Linked DNA regions of Sus scrofa: all the other regions are linked to region 1. A link is a contact called in public Hi-C and HiChIP or PLAC-seq data. All regions are on one chromosome and are shown on one strand. Each heading gives the region's core, a stretch centred on a gene start, on an enhancer-like site or on the middle of the called end of the contact. The rest is flanking DNA. Distances are from core to core; before and after follow the strand shown.

Region 1 (2,975 bases), core at 251-2,750:
AATGGTGGAGGTCTCCTTGACCCCGGGAGTGGTCGGCGTGGTCATCTTACCTCTTCCACTCCCACAGAGCTCAGCTCCCGCCATCACATTTCTCCTTGAAGTGTCAAAGAGAAGGCAGGCCCAGTTTACTCAGCCTGACAAGGCCCAGCCATTCTCAGCCCCGAGGCCCATCTACCTCCTGCCTCGGCGAGGCCAGGCCTCTGTAGGGGCTGCTGCGTCTGCAGCTCCCAGAGAAAGGCTGCTCCCCCCACCTCAAATGAGCCTGAATGTGCATGAGTTTCCTGTGGCTGCTGTAACAAACTCCCACAAACTTAGTGGCTTAAAACAACACAAAGGTGTCCTCTTACAAGTTCTGGAAGTCAGACGTCTCAGCTAGGTCTTACAGCCCTGCAAGCAAGGTGCTGGCAGGCCGGCTCTTCCTGGAAGCTCTGGGAAGCACCAGGCCTTGCTCTCTCGCCTGGGGCCACATCCCACCAACCTCCCCTCCTCCCTCCATGAAACGGCACAGCTGGTCTCAGGACTTAATGCAATGCAGGCTCTCTATGTCTCAGTGTGGAAGGAATTCAGCGAGAGGCAAAGCAATAGGTAAGGAATGGATTTACTGAGGGACAGACACACTCTGTAGACAGTGTGGGCCGTCTCAAAAGGCGAGAGCGGCCCTGCAAGAAACATGCCACAGACAGAACACAGGAGGGTTCATGAACAGAGAGTGGCTCCGGAATATGGGGTGGTGAGTTGTTAAGGGCTAGGTTAATTTTTGTGCCACTTTCTACAGCGAATGGAGTGCCTGGACCAGGGATCAAACCCGTGCCACCGCCGCCACCCAAGCTGCTGCAGGGACAATGCCCAGTCCTTAACCCACTGTGCCACAAGAGAACGCCTGGACTAGGTAATTTTATAGGCCAACAGGCGGGAGGATTATTGCAACTCTTTCAGGAAGGGGCTAGGGTGTTTCAGGAATAGGAAAACCGTCTACTTTTTGGTCTGTTATGGTCAAGTCTCAGAACTGTCTGGGACCTTGTGGCCATGTCATTTAGCATGCTGATGCATTACAATGAGCAAACAAGGAGACTCAAGGTTTACCGGAAGTCGAGTCTTAGACCCAGTTGGTTCTAACCAGTTTTTGCCATGTCCTTTAAAGGGTGTGCTCAGCCCTTTCGCTCCTGTTTCAGTATCACCGAAAGAAGTTATGATTTCAGACACATCAACGCCACAAATGAATAACCCCCCAACAGGCCCCAGGAAACGCGCTCACGAATGAAGGTACAATGGGCCACAGTATACCGCACAACCATTTCCTTAGAATGGTATAGGAGGAGCTCAAGAAACCCCTGAACTAGCGGTCTGGTAGACAACGGTGAGCTCTGCGCAGGTCGGCCGTCAAAGGTGGACACTGATCTCTGCAGTACAGCCAGGGGTAGCTGCCCACAGGTCTCAGGGCGGCGCGCCCCAGGTGCACACCTGCTCCGAAGCTCCGCCCTCCTGCCGCAGAGCACGCTCACCATTGGCTGCTCCACCAGAGGACCGCGAGCTCATTAGCCGAAGCCGCGGGGGACCCGCGGGCTGGGGTTCGGGGTCGGCTGGCGCCCTCCAAAACTGCGCAGAGAGGCGGCCGGGCCCCCAACAGATCTTCAGGGCAGCGCCAAGCCCCGGCTCACCCACAGCCACCGGTCCTCGGACGCCTGGCGGCCACGAAGCCTCCCTCCCCGGGGGGGCGGGGCGCAGCGCGGCTTGCGCAGGCTCAGTCGGCGCGTCCGCGCAGTCCCGCCCCCTCTCCCCGGGCCTTCGCCCCGCCCCTCTCGGCGCAGGAGGCTTCCCGGAGGCCCCGCCCCCGCCCCGGCGGCGGAAGTGGCGGAGGGGGATGACGTCATTGCGCGGGGTGCCGAGCGCTGGGCGCCATTTTGAAAAGGAAGAGGTAATCCCGCGGCGGCTGCTTGGCTGAGGTGTTCGCGGTGGCGGCGCGGCGGCCGCTTCCTTCTCCCGCCGCCGCCTCGGCGCCCGCCCGCCATGGCAGGTGAGGGGCCCGCGGGGGGCGAGGGGCGCGGGGCGGGCAAGGGGCTGGGGGCGCCGAGCGCGGGCCTGCTCCGACGCGCGCGCTGCGCCCGCAGGAGCGGGAGGCGGCGGCTGCCCGGCCGGCGGCGGGACTCGCAGTGGTGCTTCCCGCAGGTCAGAGGGCCGTGGACGAGGCCGTGGCCGCAGGGAAGGCCGCGCTCGGCGGCTCCTGGCCGGGGGCAGGTGCGCGGGGCGGGGGCCGGGGCAGGTGCGCGGGGCAGGTGCGCGGCGGCCCGCGGGTTACCTAAGGAGTCCACGGTCACGGAGCCTGCACGTCTCGGGTCTCCCGAATGGACTCTGGGTTCTTTCCTCTGCAAGTGGCTGCTTCCCGCGTTTAGTGGAACTATGGAAATAATTGCAGAAATTGGAGGCTCGGGGAACATGAAATTGAGGTACCTGCACACTGTCAGGAACGGGGCGGGCGGTCTCGGTTCTAGACCAGCTTCTCTCTCATCACCGGTTCTGCTCAGTTTCTGCTTTAAAAACAAGGTTGAACCCCTTGATCCTTGCGATTACTTTCTAAGGTTCTGAAGTTCCCCAATTTATCGTCAGACTTTTCTCCCTCCTCCAGGGATGTGCTTTAACGGTCCTGCTGCAGATCGCATTCCTGAGCTGTACGGCGTTACTGGGAGTCGGTGGTGCTTCCTGATGACGGTGTCGGGTGTCGGGCCGCGGGCGGGAAGCTGCGCTCCGCCTTCCCTGGTGCGCGGCGGACGCCGAGGCGGCTTTGGAGACTTGGGCGGTTTAGAGCGGAGAGGGACGCTCCTGCTCCTCTCTCTCCCTCCACGTTGTGAACCTTGAACCTTGCCTTAAAAGTGTTTGTCTTTACGTGAACGCGAGTGGCTGAGGCGCTGCGGTCGCGGGTCGCGTGCCCTTCCCCCACCTCGCCGCTTCCCACGGCCTTTGTCCTTCCCCTGTCCTTG
Region 2 (2,994 bases), core at 475-2,974, 340 kb after region 1:
TCAGGGGCTCCCTGGGGGAGAGCAGTGTGGGGACAGGCTATGAGGCCACTGGTAGGAGGGACGGAGGTCACAGGCCGAGTGGGCAGGGGAAAGGTGGCCCCCCCAGCCCAGGCCTGAAAGCAGGGCCCCATCATGCCTTGTCCTGAGGCCTCCCAGGTGCAGGCGGTGGTGAGAGGGGAGCCTCAGCCAGAACCGCGGGGGCCGCTGAGGCCCATGAAGTGCCCGGAGGTGCTGTGGTCCCTGCTCCCCTCCACGCTCCCGGAGAAGTGCCACCTCCTCGGGACGGGCACAGAGCAGGGGGGCAGGCAGCCCGTCCTCAGGCCCAGCCCTGGGCAGCAGAGAGCTGACCTCCAAGGCCAGGGAGCAGCCCGGGGGCCAGGACTGGGGTGCACAGTGATGGTGGCCTGGGGAGGACCTTTGTGCAGCAGCAGAGGTGGCCACCCCCTGTGCCCACGCCCAGGAAGAAGGGGGCTGCAGTGTGGAGAGCGACAGGAGGGGAGAGGGCCGGCGAGGGGCAGCCCCCAGGGACGGTCCCTCAGGCAGCCCCTCCTCCCGCCGGGCCCCCCTCTGTGGCGGGGGCTCCCGCACCCTGTGCCCGCCCTCCCCCACTCTGCTCCCCGCCGTGGGGCGCAGTCCCGCAGGGACCCAACAGGGAGATTTTCCTCTTCGCTAATTGGAATCTGTCTGCCTTAGAGGCACATGAAAATTAAAACTGCAGGATTTAGTTCTCATCTTAAAGAAACCCGTTTCGCCCTTTGAGCTGATATTGGATGAGGACAAACAGGATGTCAGCCTGCACCCGACGGCAACGAAGGGCTCTGGGGCCGCCGGCGCTCAGCAGAGCCTCCACCCCAGGGGGCCTCCGCCCCGCACCCAGTGACCCGGTGCACGAGCCCTGGAGCAGGGCGCTCAGACCTCCTGCCGAAGCCTTTCTGGACCCGCCACCCCTACTCCCACCGCCAGCCCAGGAGCTCAGGCTTCTGTCCGGGGAATGCGGGGGGCCCCTTTCACCACGGGATCCTTCTCGGCTCTGAGTCAGCAAAACCGCAGCCCAACCATGGCTTTGACCTGGAGACTGGCCTTGGTGACGATTAATGCGGTGCCTTGGACACCGGGTTGGCACCCGAGCCACAAAGCCGGGGCACAGTGGGCCTATGGGCCTCCAGGGTGGGGGCTGGTGTTGCCCGGGGACAGAGCGAGTGGGTGCAGGGCCCCGTCTGGGGCTGGGGCTGTGGGCGCAGTGCGCAAATTGGCAGGGTGTCCGGGTCCTTCCCTGGCTCGAGGGTAGCCCCCGTGGGGGGCAGCCAGGACTCAGCAGTGCGACCCTCTGGAGCCTTGGCTGCTGCCATGGTGAAGGTCCCAAGTCAGCCAGGCTGGGCCTCGGGGCCAGCTGTGTAGATGGACGGCCGTCCAGGGGGCTGCGGAGGGCTTTTGGACGCGTTGCAAGGGCTGCCGTCGGGCACCCCTGAGGGAGGCGAGGGCCCTCCATGGATAAATACAGGCCCTATTTCTCCTTTTCATTCCAGGGTGCATGGGCCCTCAGGCCTGTGGCTCCCTGCCCCCAGTGCAGCCCCGACACCAGCTGAGTGTCTTTTGTGACTCAGTTCAACTCCGACAGCAGCCAGTTGGCCCAGCCCCGCACGTGAGGGCTGCACCCTACGAGACCGTCCCCACTTCAGATGCCCCGTCACACATTCCCAGGTGACACACAAGTGCTGCTGCCCCAGCTACCAATTCAGAGCTCCCTGGTCAGGACTTAGTCATTTGCTGGTCAGGATTTAGTCATTCGCAGGCCCCAGGCCGGCTCGTTGAATAATAAGTGTGTAGAGGAACTGCCAGCGGAAGAGCCGGCAGGGTGGGGTCTGCAGGGCGCGGGGGGTGCCCCCCTCCCAGCACAGGGGTGGGGGTCTCCCAAACCCAAGCCTCTGAGATGGTTGCGGGGAACTGGTCATGAAGCCAGTGTCAGCGCCCCCAAACCCCCATCTCCCAGAGAGTGGGGCCGAGGATGAAAGTTTCAGCTCCCAGGCACAGCCTGGTCCCCCTGGGACCAGCCCGACCCGAGAGCCACGCAGAGTCACCTCGTTGGAACAAGACACCGCCAGCCCCCAGGAAATTCCAAGGGATTACCACGCGCAGTGTCAGGAACCAGGCCGAGGCCACTACCTGTGGTTTGTTTCTCAGGCCCTCGAGCCCGGGGTGAGCGTCATGCAACCAGTCACAGGATGTAAGAGAAAAGGGCTGAGCTTCCCTGTGGAAGAGGGAATTCTGCCTCAGACGTCAGCTGGCCCCGTGTCTGCCTGCTGCCTGCGGCCCCGCAGACTTCAGACTTGCCACCCGCCGAGATAACCCGGGCACGCGCGAGCGCAGCCCACTCGGGATCCTTCTCAGGAGGTTCCTGACCAGTGGGACAGTGATGCTGGGGGCGGGGCACCCCCTGCTGGGATGTGGGCGGAGCCCAGGGGCACCCCAGCACACCCCTCTGTGCTGCCCCCAACCCCTGGGGTCCTTCTCTGTCTGCAATAAGGCTCGGCGTTGGGGTGGCCAGGGAGGGGCGAAGGGGGAGGGGTGCCAGATGAAGTACAGGTCCGCGGTTAAATGCGAATTTCAGATTAAACAGTGAATGAGGCAGATTTATACGAAAATTCTTCACCTTGACCAAAAATTCCAAGTTCATCTTGCTTTCACTTGGAGTTTTGTTTTTTTTTTTTTTTTTTTTTTTTTGCCATTTCTTGGGCCGCTCTCGCGGCATATGGAGATTCCCAGGCTAGGGGTCCAATCGGAGCTGTAGCCATCGGCCTACACCAGAGCCACAGCAACGCGGGATCCGAGCCGCGTCTGCGACCTACACCACAGCTCACGGCAACGCCGGATCCTTAACCCACTGAGCAAGGGCAGGGACCGAACCCGCAACCTCATGATTACTAGCTGGGTTCGTAACCGCTGAGCCTCAAGGGGAACTCCAGCTGGGACCTTTTCAAAACTACTGTCACAACC
Region 3 (3,119 bases), core at 106-2,605, 350 kb after region 1:
GTATTCCTGCAATACCCCCGGCGTGGCCCCTGAGCTGTCTGGTGTCTGGGAGCTGCCGTCAGAGCCCAGCTGAAGGAGCCACCTGGGCTCCAGCCCAGCCCTGGGGCCCTCTGCTGCCTGCTGAGCACCCAGCAACCTGGCCTGCAGTCTCTGGGAGTCCACACTGTACGGAGGTGTGGGGGCCTCTCCTGGCCATGCTGCAGAGGGCACAGCCGCTGCCAAGCACACAGCCCCCACATGCACAGGTAGTTGGGTGCCCACGCTGGCCCCGAGCCAGGCCCAGGCCCCTCAGCTTCTGGGGAAGGTGCTGGGCCAGCTCCCCGCCCATCAGACCTGGCCTCCAGGAGGCAGGGCTGACCCCCCATCCATGGGGAGTCGCTCCAGCTTGTGGGGGCCTCCCTGTTTCCAGCAGCCCTAGGACTGGCCCCAAGGCACAGCTGCGTGGAGTGCACGGTCCCTGGGCTCGGCTGGGGGGCCACGGGGGGAGGGGAAGCCAGAAATGTGAGGCTCCGCTTGGCCCCCTGAGCCGGGTAACAAGGGCTTCCTGCCTCGGGTTCCTCTCTGGGCCCAAGTGCGCGGAGGTCTCCGGAAGAGTGACGGCCCCGCGACCTGCAGAGCCCTGACCGCCTCTCAAAGCCCGGGAGTCTTTCACTGAGCCCTTTGGGGACAGTCACAGCCCCGGCCTGGGCAGTCACAGTCGAGGGCAGGGCCTCGGGCGGCAGGGGACCCGCGCCCCCTGGCGGTGCGCCTTTGAAGCCGCAGGGCAGCTTCACCACGGGGCCGTGCTGCCACCTGCAGAAGCTTTCAGCATCCGCCAGGGTGGCCGCTGCCACGGGGCCGAGCCGGCGAGGGGGGCTGGCGGTGTGGGGGTGCGGCTGTAAACTGGGTGGAGAGGCTGGGGACACAGCCACCCCCTCCTGAAGGGAGCCTTTAGAAAGTGAAAAGCCCTCAGGTACCCATTTGCGAAATCCGGGCGGAGGCACCGGGCAGGTGGGCCTCTGGGCTGGGCTTCCGGGTGCGGGGGGCGGGGGCGGGGTTAGGGTTGGGGGCGGGGACGAGGGCTGGGGTCGCTGGACCGCAGGCCGGAGGTTGAGCCCCCGCCACCCTTAAAACCCGGACTTCCAGACTTTTGAAAACCACCTGTTTCTCAATTCAAACATTGTCACAAGATCTTTGAACAATTGTTTCCTCTTACCAACTGAGTACCTTCCAACCTCCTAAATTGCGTTTATTGGCTTAACTCACTTGGCTCCGTAAGTACAGCAAACGCACCCTCGCTGTGTGTACGGTGACTCCCACCGACCTAAAGCAGCCGTTACAAGAGGATTCTCAGTAAAGGCTGAGCTCCTGCGTGACTCACGGATTAAAATGAGCGCCCGCTGGAGATGTTTACTCCGGAATCCAGGGAGAGCCAGGCAGCTGCTATAAGCAGCTCCGAGAGAACGTGCCAGACAGACACACAGGGAGGTCGCTGATCCTGGAATCAGTGGGGAAAACCTGGTTTCTGCGTGGGGTGGGGGGACGCTGCACCCCTCCCGTCTAACGGAGCTGAGCCGACACTGACTGCTGACCGTCGGCGCAGGTGCCCTCCCCTCCCCCACAACGCTCGGGTTTCCACCGAAACACACGTGTTTGGTTTGACTTACAAGTGTGAGCACGGCAAAGGGTACATCACTTGGTATTCCTGTTGTTTTCTTTTTTTCTTTTTTCTTTTTAGGGCCGCACCCGTGGCGTGCGGACGTTCCCAGGCTGGGGTCGCATGGGAGCTACAGCTGCCGGCCTGCACCACAGCCACAGCCGCATCTGCGACCTACACCGCAGCTCCGGGCAACGCCGAATCCTTCACCCACGGCGCGAGGCCAGGGATGGAACCTGCGTCCTCAAGGATCCTAGTCGGGGGCTTAACCCACTGACTCCTCCCTTAGTATTCTTTCAGCATCTCCAGGCCTGGAGGTTGACTCTGTTACACGGTTGGCAGACACGATGAAGCTGGTGCTCCGGCCGCAGAAGAGACCAAGTGGGCACAAGCACATTCAAAATAGTCCCCAAAATAGTCCCAGTAACGTGGGCTGGACTCTGACTTCCCGCCTATTCCTGTGCTAAATTCCAAGTGGTCCTGGGCAGGACAGGTGACCTCCACGGGCCCAGCCTTGGGCTCGTGGGCCGAGACCCTGGCTGCAGAAGCCCAGCTCACCTTTCCAGCTGCTAAGAGGAGCCCGGCCCGGGCCTGGCCACCCTGCCTCCCGGAGGCGCCGGCTGATGATGACAGCGCTCCCGAAGACATGTCTGGGGGGTGAAGGCTGCTGAGGGTCCAAGGGCCAGGCTGCATCCCGGCGGGTCGGGGGGGGGCACTGCAGAGCTGGGTGGAGCTGGGAGAGTTGGGGTATGGGCCTGCCCCAGGGTCCCTTCTCTCCTTCCCCCTGGAGACCTTCTTCCTCGTGGGAGGGTGCTCCTGGCCGGCCCCAGGCGCAGACACACGCCCACAGGCACTTGGAGGAAGCCGGCCCCCCAGGCTCACGGTCAGCTTCCACGGAACGTCCTGGGACCGGGGCCCAAGGCCCCAGCCTGCGGCTCCTCTGGGCAGCCACCCCACCCTCAGGCACCCCAAGGCAGGGCACAATGTGAGTGTGTGGCTCTGTCCTGGCCGTGCAGCAGCTGCTGCGCCTGATAGGAACTGGACGGAGCCACGCCTGCAGGGGGCACTTCCTGGGGCTGCCTTTCCCTGTCCTCACAGCCAGGAGGAGCCTGTCCCTTAACCGTCCTCGGGAACAGGGCCGTGGTGCGGGAAACGGGGCGGGTGCAGCCGGGTGGCCTCTGTTTGCAGAGGAGCCTGCGGATGTGGCTCTGACCCTGGGGCAGCCCCTCCCGCAGAGACACCTGTTGGGCATCACTGGAGAGGGGCCGTCAGGGAGCTCCCCCCCTTCCCACCTCCTCTGGGGCTCCCTCCCCAGCCTCCCTTCTCCCCGCCGTCCAGCAGGAGGCCTTGACGTGGACGGAAATGCCTGCTGGGCTGCAGGCAGTCATTCCCAAGCCTGGACGGGAGCCTGCTGAGCCTGAGCCTCGAGCGCAGGGTCCTTGAGGGCGAGTCACGCTCCAATGTCAAGCGTGACCTAAAAACA
Region 4 (3,344 bases), core at 123-2,622, 460 kb after region 1:
AGTGTGTCCGGGCTGCCCCCCGGCCCCCGCCGAGGTGGGGATTGAGGAGACTCCCGCTTGCACACGGGGCGTCGCGCCTCGGTCGTGCGTCCTGAGAGGTGGACTCAGTGCTTGTGCAGACAGCTCACACTGTGCCGGCCACGTGGGTGTGTGAACGTGTCAAGTGCACACGTGTGGGGATCGTCCGCCCGCAGGACCCAGTGACCTGCTTCGTGTTCCTTGCGTCCCACCCCTTGGGCCCGTCGCTGCTGCGTGGTGAGTGCTCGCGTGTGGCCCTGCTCGCCCGTGATGGGGTCACCGTCAAACCCGTTTCACAGACGAGGGAAGGGAGGCTTAAGGAGGTTCTGAGACCTGCCTGGGTTGCATGAGCAGGACGGCGGCCCGTCGCTGTGATGCCGAAGGCTGAGCCCCGGGCGACGCTGGGGGCCCTGGCACAGAGGACGGCGGAGGCAGGGGCAGCGGGGGGTATGGGAGCTGGGTCCCCTTGTTGGAAGGGGTTAGGTGGCCTCCCTGGCACAGGACCGTGAGGGGAGAGTGATGGCTGGACCAGCAGGAGGGGTGGGGCCCCAGCACCCTGGGGAGGACGGGGCTCAGTCAGGTGCCCAAGGACCCCCAGCGCTTGACGGCAGTGACGAGGTGGGATCTGGGAGTCTGTGCTCTTGGGTGAGCCTGGGCCGAGGCCGGAGGAGGAGACGGATGCTTCTGCCAACAGCTGGGTGGGCACAGAGCTCCGGAGGCTGTCGACATGGGGTCCTTTCCCTGTGGACTCGGGGGGCCCAGGAAGGGATGGCACTGGGGGCAGCTGAGGGCTGGGGACTTGGGGGAAGCCGCTGTGAGTAGAGCTTGGATGAGTGGTCCTCCTGCCTAGACGGGGCCAGGCAGACACGCTCACGGATGGCCTGGCAGCCCCTCTGCCCGCTGGGAGGTCACGGAAGCTCGTGGCACCCTGGGTGCTGGGCTACGAGGAGGAGGGCCTGCTGGCCACACACCTGCACCCCGTGCCCGGGTCGGCGGCTGCTGTGGGGCCTGGACCCGGGAGAGTGTCCACTCAGGGCCTGCAGGAGCTGAGTCTGGGCTTCCTCCTGGGGGCAGGCCCCCGGCCCCCGGCCCCCACCGTCCTGGCACGGCCCAGGCTGGAGGGCGGGCAGGCGTTGCTCGCGGGGGATCTCAAGGCATGGCTGGTAAATAGCAGTAATCTGTTTCTCTCAAGAAATTCCTTTGTCCCTTTTCGGCTCCTTATCTTGGCTATCAGGCTTCCACTGGTTTGTTTGCAGGATGGAATTCCTTTTTAGGTCACTCAGATGCGGCTCCTTGGAGAAGCCCGAACAAGGCCTGGCTGTTGCTATTTTTACTGCAGACTCTCGGCCGTGGGGGGACGGCTGTGCCTGGGCCGCACTGCTGGCTTCCTGGGAACTGCGAGCCCGGCACCTGCACAGTGTCAGGAAGGGGAGCTGCTTTGGGTTGGGCTGGATGGTGTGTGTGTGTGTGTGTGTGTGTGTGTGTGTGTTCATTCCCTAGACTCTTCCTTGCCAAATTTCTAATTCACTTTTTCCCAAAATATTTTTCTTGAGCTTTCCTGTGAAAGAATCCACGTATTTCTATCTGTCGCCTGCTCTTCCCTGAATTAGCAGACGCGCCTTTCTTGGGTAAGGAATTTGGGCCAAGCACATGTGTGCGTTGGGCAGTGACCTGTCCTAGGTGGGCGGGGTGCGCGGGCTGAGTTAGAGCCGCGGCCGCGCTCACGTGGCCTCCTGGGGGCCTGGAGCCCGCACCCGCCCAGGTCTTGCTTCACTGCGTTCCTTCCAACTGGATGGGACCCGAGCTCGTCGTGCCACACCCCAGGGGCTTTTCCTGTCCGTCCTCCGTGCCGTCAGCCCTGCTGGGGTCTCTGCCCGGCAGCCCCTTCCAGGAGGCCGGGGAAGGCCCGCCACTCTGCCTCAGCTGCCAAGAGGCTCTGGACGGAACCCCTGTGTGAGGTTCTAGGCACGTGTGACTGCAGGCCCCGTGCCCTGTGTCCCCCACGGCTGGTCTCTCGGCACCGGCCTGTGTGGCGGTGTCAAACCTTAGGGCCGGGCACAGTGACCGCCACGCAGGCTCGGAGGGAAGCGGACGCTCAGAGAGCCTGGGGCAGCAGGGCTTCTCCAGGAAGGGACAGAGCAGGGGTCCCAGCGGGTTGCTTCCAGCAGAGCCCCTGGCCGCACTGGCTATATGCTGGGGCCCAGTGGGGTGTCAGGGTCTGGGGGCTGGTCGCTCAATGCAGCATTGTTAAAACTCAGTGCATAAACAGACTTATGCAGTTGAGTAGGTTTACATGAAAACTACAAGCAGCAAATGCCTGTCTCATCTCTGACGAGCTCGGCACGGTTTCCTGTCCAGGTCCTTGTTCTTTGTGTCAGTAGGCAGGAAAGGCGACTGTGTCACCAAGCCTCTCCCCTACTCCGTGGTCACTGGTGTCACGTCGGGAGCTAGACGGGGCCACGTGGTGCACTCACGCCCAGGAAATGCGTGAAGGTGGCACTAGGGGTGAGCAGGCTGGGCCGTGCCGTCTCACTGCCCACTGGGGACACACCTGCCCCGGGGGTCCAGAAACTACCCAGAACACTGCCAGGCAGGGACCTGCATGGAGGGAGGGTGGGTTCGAGTCATCAGCCCAGTTCACCCGCCCTCCTCGCCGTCACGCGGTGCTGGCGGTGCCTCGCTGCCCCTGCTTCGGGGCTGTGGCTCCATCGGTGGGGGTTCCACACGCCCCAGGGAGTAGTCCACACGTCACTCGCTGGCAGAGGAAATCTTTTTTCTGTTGGCACAACTTTGCGACAGCGCGTCACCAGAAATCACCGTCTTCTAATGAGTGATTTTGAATTTCTCATCTTGCACAGTAATTAAGTCTGCTTTGAAGGAGGCCTCTCATTTGTATGAGTGGTAGGGTTTCAGATGCCCAGCTCCAAATGGGTTTGTCACCTGAGCACCTGCCCTGCCCTGAGGGCCAAGCAGGAGTGGTTTGTAGGCTGCGCTCCAGAGTGACATTCACAAGAGGCTGGACACCCTCACCCCTTGCCTGGGAAGGTCAAAGCCTGGAATTAGAAAGTCACCACTTCCTGCGGTGCACCTGCAGCCCCGCGGAAGCGCAGCCCCGGCCAGCCAGCAGCCCAGCCCTGGGTCGTGGGTCATGGAGGCCACCGTGTCCTTCCGCCTCCTGGTTCTCTCCCCCCGTGAAACAGCGGGCGCTCAGCGGACCGTGTTATGGTGGATTTCCACCACGTTTAAGGGAGGGGGTTCCCTGGGGGCTCAGCAGGCATCGTCACTGTTGCATCTGGCATTGCCACTGCCGTGGCTCTGGACAGTGC

Evidence for each region. A called contact is a pair of places that touch in the nucleus more often than the background predicts. HiChIP or PLAC-seq counts read pairs in DNA pulled down with a chosen protein or histone mark.
Region 2: an H3K27ac HiChIP or PLAC-seq map of alveolar macrophages shows a contact between it and region 1. The contact joins two enhancer-like sites.
Region 3: a contact with region 1 is called in a Hi-C map of embryonic fibroblasts, with 3 times the contacts expected there. The contact joins two enhancer-like sites. A contact is called at or near these places in 5 of 47 Hi-C or Micro-C datasets (embryonic fibroblasts, mesenteric adipose tissue, omental adipose tissue and 2 more) and 2 of 2 datasets of contacts at active chromatin or transcription factors (alveolar macrophages and skeletal muscle).
Region 4: a contact with region 1 is called in a Hi-C map of retroperitoneal adipose tissue, with 1.7 times the contacts expected there. The contact joins two enhancer-like sites. A contact is called at or near these places in 3 of 47 Hi-C or Micro-C datasets (embryonic fibroblasts, retroperitoneal adipose tissue and subcutaneous adipose tissue) and 1 of 2 datasets of contacts at active chromatin or transcription factors (skeletal muscle).

Annotation. Positions count from the first base shown.
Region 1 is chr14:140,333,966-140,336,940 of Sscrofa11.1, forward strand. It overlaps LOC110256827 (basic proline-rich protein-like), which reads right to left. Exons shown (of 6, transcript XM_021073721.1): 3 at 2,679-2,777; 4 at 1,503-2,221. Among named protein-coding and RNA genes, the nearest start is that of BNIP3, 36 kb to the right of the region's middle. Within about 2 kb of position 1,501, at least 73 of the 83 cell types and tissues checked have an H3K27ac peak or open chromatin away from gene starts, as enhancers often do. A contact at or near this core is called in alveolar macrophages, embryonic fibroblasts, retroperitoneal adipose tissue and 1 more, where this site is marked.
Region 2 is chr14:140,668,822-140,671,815 of Sscrofa11.1, forward strand. No RefSeq gene overlaps it. Among named protein-coding and RNA genes, the nearest start is that of PWWP2B, 35 kb to the left of the region's middle. Within about 2 kb of position 1,725, at least 9 of the 83 cell types and tissues checked have an H3K27ac peak or open chromatin away from gene starts, as enhancers often do. A contact at or near this core is called in alveolar macrophages, where this site is marked.
Region 3 is chr14:140,685,541-140,688,659 of Sscrofa11.1, forward strand. No RefSeq gene overlaps it. Among named protein-coding and RNA genes, the nearest start is that of INPP5A, 50 kb to the right of the region's middle. Within about 2 kb of position 1,356, at least 24 of the 83 cell types and tissues checked have an H3K27ac peak or open chromatin away from gene starts, as enhancers often do. A contact at or near this core is called in embryonic fibroblasts and retroperitoneal adipose tissue, where this site is marked.
Region 4 is chr14:140,797,924-140,801,267 of Sscrofa11.1, forward strand. The region is part of intron 2 of INPP5A (type I inositol 1,4,5-trisphosphate 5-phosphatase); the gene reads left to right. Among named protein-coding and RNA genes, the nearest start is that of INPP5A, 63 kb to the left of the region's middle. Within about 2 kb of position 1,373, at least 35 of the 83 cell types and tissues checked have an H3K27ac peak or open chromatin away from gene starts, as enhancers often do. A contact at or near this core is called in retroperitoneal adipose tissue and skeletal muscle, where this site is marked.